Regions from separate parts of the Gossypium arboreum genome. Here region 1 is linked to region 2. The links are chromatin contacts, called in public Hi-C maps. All regions are on one chromosome and are shown on one strand. The core of a region is the stretch at or near the end of the contact, and the rest is flanking DNA. Distances in the headings are between cores, read along the strand shown. Region 1 holds the start of LOC108489536 (transcriptional corepressor LEUNIG_HOMOLOG-like). Region 2 holds the start of LOC108465737 (60S ribosomal protein L13a-4-like).

The links. Hi-C and Micro-C count contacts between places; a contact is called where the count stands out from the background.
Region 1: a Hi-C map of leaf shows a contact between it and region 2, with 4 times the contacts expected there. The contact joins the promoter of LOC108489536 here to the promoter of LOC108465737 in region 2. A contact is called at or near these places in 2 of 5 Hi-C or Micro-C datasets (both in leaf).

What each region holds. Positions count from the first base shown.
Region 1 is chr10:51,240,887-51,245,739 of ASM2569848v2, reverse strand. It overlaps LOC108489536 (transcriptional corepressor LEUNIG_HOMOLOG-like), which reads left to right and starts at 2,982. Exons shown (of 20, transcript XM_053019971.1): 1 at 2,982-3,276; 2 at 3,381-3,471; 3 at 3,600-3,659; 4 at 3,743-3,840; 5 at 4,210-4,319; 6 at 4,413-4,696; 7 at 4,790-4,844. The coding sequence starts at 3,628.
Region 2 is chr10:50,608,041-50,612,953 of ASM2569848v2, reverse strand. It overlaps LOC108465737 (60S ribosomal protein L13a-4-like), which reads left to right and starts at 2,507. Exons shown (of 4, transcript XM_017766121.2): 1 at 2,507-3,015; 2 at 3,902-4,018; 3 at 4,129-4,216; 4 at 4,659-4,913. The coding sequence starts at 2,744. The coding sequence ends at 4,802.

The sequences.
Region 1 (4,853 bases), core at 1,733-4,232, 630 kb before region 2:
AAAGTGAATGGCTTGAATTAATTTTGTTGTAAGGTGGTGCTATATGTGACATATTGGTTAAATGTTTAGGGAGATGTTATAAGTTGTATTTTGACATGAAATGTGCATGTTTTGAACATGTATATGTTGGCTAAAATGTGCATATTTAGTCCCTTTTAATGGTTGGTTTGTGCTATGCATATAATTACCTATTTTTGCAACACAAGGTCGTGTGTTACACACCGGCTAGTGACACAACCGTGTGCTCTTTAAAAGAAGTATAGGTATCACATGGTTCTCGATTGCCACACGGGCTGGCCATACGCCCATGTGAGTACTGTAGATTTGGTCATTTAGTTTTTCACAGTCTTAGTTTGTTACAAGGCCCAACCACACGGCTGTGTGACTTTTTATGAATTTATGCATTTAGGTCCACATGGCTTTAATGAGTTACATGGCCATGTGACCCCAAATCCGCACGGTCACCATTTGTAACACGGCTAGGGCACACGGCTGTGTGACCCCTATTTTGAAGATTTTCTGTATCTTTTGAAAAGTTTTCAATATGATCTTTATTTGTTCTTAGGTCAACTTAAGAGCTTTCATAAGCTCGATTGAGACTCAGATTTGTTTGTAAATCATATTATGCATTGATTATGAAATGTTTTTATTGTTTAATTGATTGTCTAAACCTGGAATTATACGTGATTTGATCCATTATTGTAGTATCTTATAACTCGAATCCAACGACCAAAATAAGTGAAGGGTGTTAAAGTTACGTATAGGAGTCTAGTAGTCTATGCTAATTTTTCATAAATAAATTACATTACTTTCCCCCAAAAAAAACTTAAAAATAGCAGGAACATTTTTAGTGTATTTAGAATTAGAGGTGAACAAAATCTAATTCGATTCTAAAAACTCGATAAAATTTTCAAATTTTGAATTAAATAGTTCAAGTTATTTGAGTTAATCAAGTTATTTGGGTCAACTCGAATAAAAAAATAAGTTTTTCGGTTTAACTCGAATGTGAATTACATAATTCGAGTTATCCGAAAATATGAATAAGAAAAGGCAAAACTACGTCATTTTGATAAATGTTTACCTTTTCAAAAGCTAAAAGTCAAAACCATTAAGTTAAAAGGTAAAACTATGTTGTTTTGATAAATGTTTACTGATTAAGTTAAAAGGCAAAACCATTATATTGTTTATGTTGTTAAATAATTATATTGTTTATGTTGTTAAATAATTTTATACTTCGTTTTCTAGTTAAATAATCGGTTCATGTAAGCGCAACATTGAGTACAGATAATAGGATTCGTTAACTCGACTCGACTTGACTCGAAATTTTTTTGACTCGATTCGATCCGATTCGAAAAAAATTCAAATTGAGTTCGGTTGCTAAAATAGGATTTGTCAACTCGACTAACTCGAAATTTTTTGACTCGATCCGACTCGACTCGATCGAATACTCACCCCTATTTAGAATAGATGTTAAAAAAGTTAAAAAGGTAGTATTTTACAAATAAAAAGAAATTGACATTCAACTCATACTTTCAATAATCTCTTACCGATGAAATTCCTGAGTTTTGATTTGAGGTTATGTCCCGGATTGAAATTTATGGACTGAGGATGATTATAATATATGGAATTTATTATCTAATGTATTAAATATACTGTAGTTCCTATTTTTTCTTTAATTTGAACTGTCATTGAAAATGTCAGTGTAAGGTTTTGTAATTTAGTTTCCATGTCGATACGTTTTCTGTTGTCAGTTGATTTTCCTTTGATTTTATTACTGTATAAAAAGTTAGAAAGACATCAACAAGTATTGAGTATAATGGTAAGTCACATTATATTTTTAAAAGAGAATTTAAGTTTGAATTTTAAAATAATATTATTGAAAGGATAATTAAAACCCTAAACATAAACCGTAAAATGAATATGCATATAAGTTTAGATGAGAGATTTGGAAGAAAATTTTTATTTTAGTGAGATTTTAAAATTTTAAATTATGAAGTATGATGTGGTAATTTTTCACTTTATTTCTTAATTATAATGTTAACGGTTTGATCTCCGTCCATAAAAATTAAGTACATTTTATGATTAGTCATTAATTTATTCAAAAGTACCCTCAAAAAGAATTAGTCACAATAACAAAAATGGTTCTTAAAATTTCAAAAAAAAAAATTTGCAAACAAAATTTAGTATAAAACAACATGAAGTTGTTGATGTGATTAAAGGTATTCATTAAAGGTGAAAAACAAAAGAGTTTTAGTTTGAAAATTTTTAGATTTTTATAAAATAAAAACTTAGAAGAATTATTAGTTTACTTTTTTTTAGTTTTAATTTTAAGAAATTTTAGATTTATACAAATTTAAAAATATTTTTTATTTTTTAAAATTATGATTTTTAATTATTTTTAGTCTAATATTTTTTAAAATTTGTTTACAAGAAAATTTTAAAAATATTAATATTATTTTTAATTATAACTGAGAAACTAAATTAACTATTAACTTTTGAATTAATTTGCAACATTACTTTTTTTAAAAAAGTTAGCAATCAGTGACAAAAATATAACAAATTGATAACATTAGTAAATATTATGTAATTTTTAAAAATTAGGTGATTGAAATATAATTTTAAATAAATTTGAAGATTATTGACGTAATTTACCCTAAAAATGTTTATATATTTTTATAAATCGTGCATATTTTTATATTAGTTATTTTTTAAGGTTTATCTTATTTATTTTTATATCATTAATTTTTTATAATTATTTTTAATTTATTAAAATTCATTAATCTAAATTTTCTTTTAAAATTTATTCATTCATAATAATCACAAATACAAACATTTTAAAAATATTCTAAAATTTAAAATTTTTCTCGAAATGCAGTCTAAGAAATTAGGGAAGTGTAGTGAGATTAGGAATTCTTTTTCATATTAAATTACCTATTTATATAAAACAAGAAAATGAAAAGAAAAAACTTAGAAGCATATATAAAAGCATGTGGGGGGTCCTTTAGCTGACGTGGTGTGTGAGAGCTGAGAAAGTCCGAACTAACTATTCTGAACTTCAAGGACTCCAAACCTGAGGTTTGTTGAGTCAGATCCCGAGTACCCGAATCTCTGGTTTGGATCTTATTCAAACTCTCCCTTTTGGCCATTTTCACTTATGTTAACTACATAAATAAACCTGAGCTTCGAAGCTTCAAAGATATCAAATCAACTTATTAAAAGGAAAACCCTAATTCAGTCATTCTTTCCATTTATAGCTTCCTTTTCTGAGTTCATAAGGTCTAACCTTTTTCCTTTTACTTTAATTTAATCTCATCTTTTATTAAGATGCTTTATGGAAATTTATGATTTTTTTTTTTTAAATTGTTTCTTATTGAATGCAGAAACCAATATTAGATCGCTTCTTCACAAGGTCAAGAGTGGTAATGCAGGCTTTGATCCATTGACTTGATCCCTTGAATTGCTCCCTTTAAGGTTAATTTTGATCAACGTTGTTTCATGTTTTACAATTATAATATCTTGTACTAAATTTGTAACTTTTTTGGTAAATCGAATTTCTAATTTAACTCTACATCAATTTTGCTTTGCTTTGTTTTGAACAGTTAATTAATTTGTTTTTGAGCTGAAACGATGGCGCAGAGTAATTGGGAAGCAGATAAGATGTATCTATATGATATTTCAGAAAATGAATATTATTTTTAGTTTAATTTGATTCCTTTACTTCTATTTAATTTTTGGTTGGCAGGCTTGATGTTTATATATATGATTATTTGGTAAAGAAAAAACTGCATGTCACTGCAAAGTCCTTCATGACAGAAGGGAAAGTCGCCCCGGATCCAGTAGGTAAGAATTGGGTTTGACTATGTACAATTTCTGTTAGTTAATTCATGACATTGTGTGACTGAAGATTTTATGCAGAAATGGAGTTCTTATATGAATCTTTTTGTACCTAAGTTACATTGACTTTTGAATTTACCTAAAAGTACCTTGTCTTACTTTTTCTTGGGCATTTTAAATTTAAATGGGTATGCCATTTAGATTCTTAACATTAATATAAGAAATGCCAAATTAATGGTCGTAATGGAGGGGTTAATTTTTCTTTGGAATTAAAGGTTATACTTTGCTTGGTTATGTTGTAATTGTGTAGCATATTGTTGGTTGAGGGAATCTGGTTTTACAAGTGATTTATTGAGGACTTGCTTGTTTACCCAGCGATTGATGCTCCCGGTGGGTTTCTTTTTGAGTGGTGGTCTGTCTTTTGGGACATATTTATATCGAGAACTAATGACAAGCATTCAGAGGCTGCTGCAGCATACATAGAGGTGACTTACAACTTTAGCAAGTATTATTGTAAGTACCTTGTCATTTCTTCAATTTATACCGAATGATTTGAACCATTATGGATTTACTTACAGGCACAACAAATCAAGGCAAAGGAGCAACAACAGTTGCAGATGCAGCAGTTGCAACTGATGCGTCAAGCTCAGATGCAACGCAGGGATCCTAATCATCCTTCTTTAGGTGGTCCTGTAAATGCAACTGGCTCTGAAGGAATGCTAGGGCAGTCAAATGCAAGTGCATTGGCAGCAAAAATGTATGAAGAGCGCATGAAACACCCAAATGCGATGAATTCAGAGACATCCCAGCCACTTCTTGATGCTAGGATGGCCCTCTTAAAATCAGCTACAAATCATCCTGGGTAAATATACTTGTACATTTTAGGTAAGGTATTTTGTCTATTGCGATTAACATTTTTCTGGTTAATGACAAATCAAAATTGTCTCTGATGCAGTCAGTTGGTTCAAGGAAATCAAGGAAGTGTAACTGCAGCATTGCAACAAATTCAGGCATTGATT
Region 2 (4,913 bases), core at 1,258-3,757:
ATTAAATTTAAAATTTAAAAGAAAAATAATGAAAAATTAAAATAATAATAATAGGAAAAGACCTAAATGGAATTCTTATAGTGGTAGAGATAATAGATAGAGCAAAATATTTTTTAAGGTGTGATATTTTAAAAAAAACTCTCTTGATAATCGTGTAATAAAAATATCATTGTAATAAATTTAATTTTAATATAAAATTTTAACGGTATTAATAATTATTAAAAGTCATGTTAGTATTTTAATTAGAATAAAATATTTAAATTAACTAATTATATTATAAATATTAGGATAATAAATTATGTTAAAATTAAAATATAAAGATTAAAGGCTAATTTAACCGTACTCTTAAAAATCACTTTTGACTTTAAAAGCTATGCTAACTAAACACCTTTTGCTTGAAAATTTTTGCTTTTGAACGGAGAACTTAAAAATTTTAGCTTTTCTTGAGGCAAAGCACTTCTAGAAACTAATTTACATTTTCTATCTCTCCATTTTTTTCTTCCCAAACACACAACACTTCCATTTTCTTTTTCTTTCTCTTTCAAAGCTGAAGTTCTCTGGTTCTCCCTTCTTTTCTATGTTCTTTGCTTTTTCCATTTTCTTCAAGGTTTTTACTACTCTCTTTCTCCTTTCTACTCCCCTAATCTTATCTTCTCGTTTCAACTACCCATTTAATTTTTTCATTTTTTCCCCATTTCCGATTAAGCTCTTTTTGATTGCTGCTGAGTTTAGTTGCTTTCCATTTTCAAGTTAACTTTTTCATTTCACCTTTGATTTTCATAGGTTTTCTATTTGGTTGCTCATTTTGATTCTTCTGCTGTTTTTTTCATTTAACTTAGATGCTTTTGCTGATTTTTTCTCCTTTGTTTTACTCCATTTCGTTCAAACTTGTGTTGATTTTCCAAAGCTTTATAATTATTATTACATAATGGAAATTAGAATTGTTGTATTTATGGGGGGAATTTCAATATCGTTGAAAGGATTTGCTTTATTTTATTCAATTATGTTGGTTTAATATGAGAGGGAAATGATGTGGGTATCTGATGCCATTTCCCCTCATGATGTTATGGCTGATATGATTATTTTGATGTGAGATGAGAGGGTTACAGTAATGTTCTAGTTGTAAAGAAGATTCTTAAAGTCTAATTTGGATTCCATGAGCATCATTTAGCCTAAAGAACATTAATGGTTAGGGGTTGCAGTACCTTGAAGTTAGAATTATGAATTGAAGTATTTGCTTTATGCTCTGTTCGGTTGCTGAAACATGGGCTGCAAGATTAAAATTCAACATCTTGTTCTTTTGAACTTAGGAATTCCAAATTTTTTAGCTTAATTTGGAGATTTTTCAATAATAATGGGCACAAGTTGTGTATTATCTATGCTTAAATCATTAACATATTGTTTATGATTCATCAATCCTTGCATTTCTCATATTTTATGTTCTGGTTGCGGCATTTAGAAGTGAAGAGTCTCGAACTTTGCCCCTCTTTATTATATTTAAAATTTCTTTGTTTTTTTATCTTTATAATTTTTAAAATTTGTGTTTTTACATATTTATAATATTACAGTTCATTCATTTTGATCAAATTATGTAATATTTATAATATTATCGTTTGTATTTTTAAAGTGTGTAAAAATATGTTGATAAAAATGATGCGATTTTATGGAATCGAAAATATTAACAGGGCATATGAGAATATAATTGATTCATAAGATGTGCATGATGGTGAAAGTGATGATAATGATAATGATGGTAAATTAAACAATTCAAGTGGTTTTGAAATGAAATTAATAAGATATATTATAACTTCTAGTTTAAGGAATTTACTTTAAATTACAAATGTTAATGTAAGATTTTAATATTTATATTTGGTGTATAAATATTACCCCTTTTGAAACTTTAATCTAAATACATATAATATTTTAAATTTTTAGGTTTATGTTATTTATGTTATGTTAATATTCAATATGATTAAATATTCAAATTACATTTTAAAATAAAATCATTAATTAAAAAATTTCTCAAAATATCATAATATTAACTAATTTGGACATTATTTAAATGTACATTTGTTACTTTATAATACCATATTTAAAATGGACATTTTATTTCTTAAAAATAATTTTTGACAACAATACTAAATACTTAAATATTAAACTAAACTTTTCAAAAGTATTTTCACTCTTTTATATGACCTAACAAATAAAGAGATCAAACTTAAAATTTTACCATTAAATTTTTGTATATAGAAATTTAATACCTAAATTTGATTTTGATATATTACATAATTTTAATATTACATTAATTATTACGAGATTAAATAAAAATTATATCATACAAATTAAATATATAATTAAAAATATAAAAATAATCAAAATCTAATTGAAGTTTAAAAATGCATGATTAGTTATAAATTTAAAGAGGTTATTTTGGTAATTTTATAGGAAACCAAATTTAATTGATTAAAACTCTTCAAATCTCGTGGGGTTCAGGCTATTTTGCTATTGAATATGCAGAGGGTTGTAAATTTAGGTCAGAGTAGTTGGGCCTGAGTTAACGAAAGTCCATTCCTTTTCTCTTACTTCATGTCTTTTTGTTTCTTAACCCAAAAACCAACCCTAAAAAAGAGCCTGTTAAAAACCCTAGAGGCTGCAATCAACATAATTTTGTTGGAAGGGCGGCAGTGGCAGCAGCAGCAGCAGCTGGGCAAAGCTATCAAGCAAAGAAGAAGAAGAGGAAAAGATGGTTTCAGGCTCAGGGATATGCGCGAAGAGGGTGGTGGTGGATGCTAGGCATCACATGCTAGGAAGGCTGGCATCGATATTGGCCAAGGAGTTGTTGAATGGGCAGAAAGTAGTGGTGGTGAGATGTGAGGAAATTTGCATTTCGGGTGGATTGGTGAGGCAGAAGATGAAGTACATGAGGTTCTTGAGGAAGCGTATGAACACTAAGCCTTCTCATGGTCCCATCCACTTTCGTGCTCCTGCTAAGATCCTCTGGCGTACCATTCGTGGGTATGTTTCTGTTTTCATTTTATGATGGATATCTGGTTTATTGATTTCAAGTTTTTTGTATATGTTGCTGGAAAATCTTGTAAAGCATGAAGAGGAAGTTGCGTGCTGTTTATGTTTGATAATAGAAAGTTTAGATGGATTTTCTGATTCCTCATTATTCATTTAAGAAATGGAAAGTGTACTACGAATGTGCTTGAGGTTATTATCTGTGAGTTGAGAGAATACAGCTGCGAAGATCTATGGATCTTATGGTGCAAAGGGTGTTTTGATTCATTATATATGAAGTTTACACTTACTGCATTTTCAGTTGTGATGTAGTTTTGCTTATGTTACGTGTTGTGAATGGCGCATGAGGTATGGTGTGATGGTTGCTCACTTCGTCCCTTAATCATGTGGTTGAGTTAAATTCTTGCTTATGGAAATCAAGCACATTTCATGGTCAGCTGTTTACCTCTTTAGAGAGCATTTGTGATGAGGGGATTAGTCACTACTGTTAGTGGTGGATACTCTGGTTCCGAACAAAAAAAATGGTACATTAGCCATTTTTAGGTGTTAGAACATTTATATCGTGCAAGGTGCTAAAAAGTGCTTGCTTGACTGAAAGGAGCTCATTGAATGTTTGTGTATATACAATTCTGATAATAAACTCCTAAGAGTAGTTTAGTTTATCCTACAATGCTTGCAGAGTTTTCTTTTTTCCTTTGTGGTCAATAGACATGATTTCTTTATGGTTCACATATATTGTTGAATACTCGAATATTGAGAAGTAGATAGTTCATTTATTCCTTTTCTTACTAGTAAAAGTATAGTGAATGAAATAAATTAAATGAAGGTGCACACCTTAACTACGCTGCTTTTCATTATTTATATTTGTTTTTTATTGCAGTATGATTCCTCACAAGACTAAACGTGGAGCAGCAGCTCTTGCTCGCTTGAAGACTTATGAGGGGATTCCTGCACCTTATGATAAGATAAAGAGGATGGTTATTCCTGATGCTCTCAAGTGAGTTTTTGATGGTCAATTTCTTATCTGCAAATTAGATTTCCTTCACTTGCAGTGATCACGACTAGTTATGTACAATGATTTAAAATTCTTTTTGGTTTTTAAATTAGGGTTTTGAGGCTTCAGAAAGGACACAAGTACTGCTTGTTGGGCAAGCTCTCATCTGAGGTTGGATGGAATCACTATGACACTATCAAGGTGAAGACTGATATTTGGCTTGTTTTCGTTTAAAGTTCATCAACATAGAACGTTGTTTATTACATTGTTATAACCTAAAAGCTTTTTTGCTGAACGCTTTAATCCTAGTAAAACTCCAAGAAGGTTTTCATAGAAAGAGATCTTACATGCAAACAAGAGAACGTCACTTTTTGTTTTGTACTCTCAGCCTCTGTTGCTCAGTCTCTGTTTTGAAGGTTGGGATCTGATTTGAGCATGCATGCTCGACTTTTCCCAACATTTTTTACCATGTATTGCTGACTGCTCAATTCTTTTATCGAGTGTTATTTACTTGGATGAAATACTCTTATTTTGGTATTTGATATTGTACAGTTCTTCATCTTTTTGTTATACATACAACTATCTAAACCTTGGGAGTTGATAACATCTGTTGATTTCCTGATTCCTTGTTTCTTCCCTCCAGGAGCTCGAGAGGAAGAGGAAAGAGAGAGCTCAAGTGGCATATGAGAGACGGAAGCAACTCGTTAAGCTTAGGGTTAAAGCTGAAAAGGTGGCGGAGGAGAAGCTTGGTGCGCAGTTGGAAGTTATTGCTCCTATCAAATATTGATTCATAGACCAAGGAGTGTTGAAACAATCTGGTTAAGTTCAATGCATTTTGATAGTGTCTTTTTTTGAGTGGCTCATAATCTTATTGTCCTTGTATCTTTTGAAGTAGATG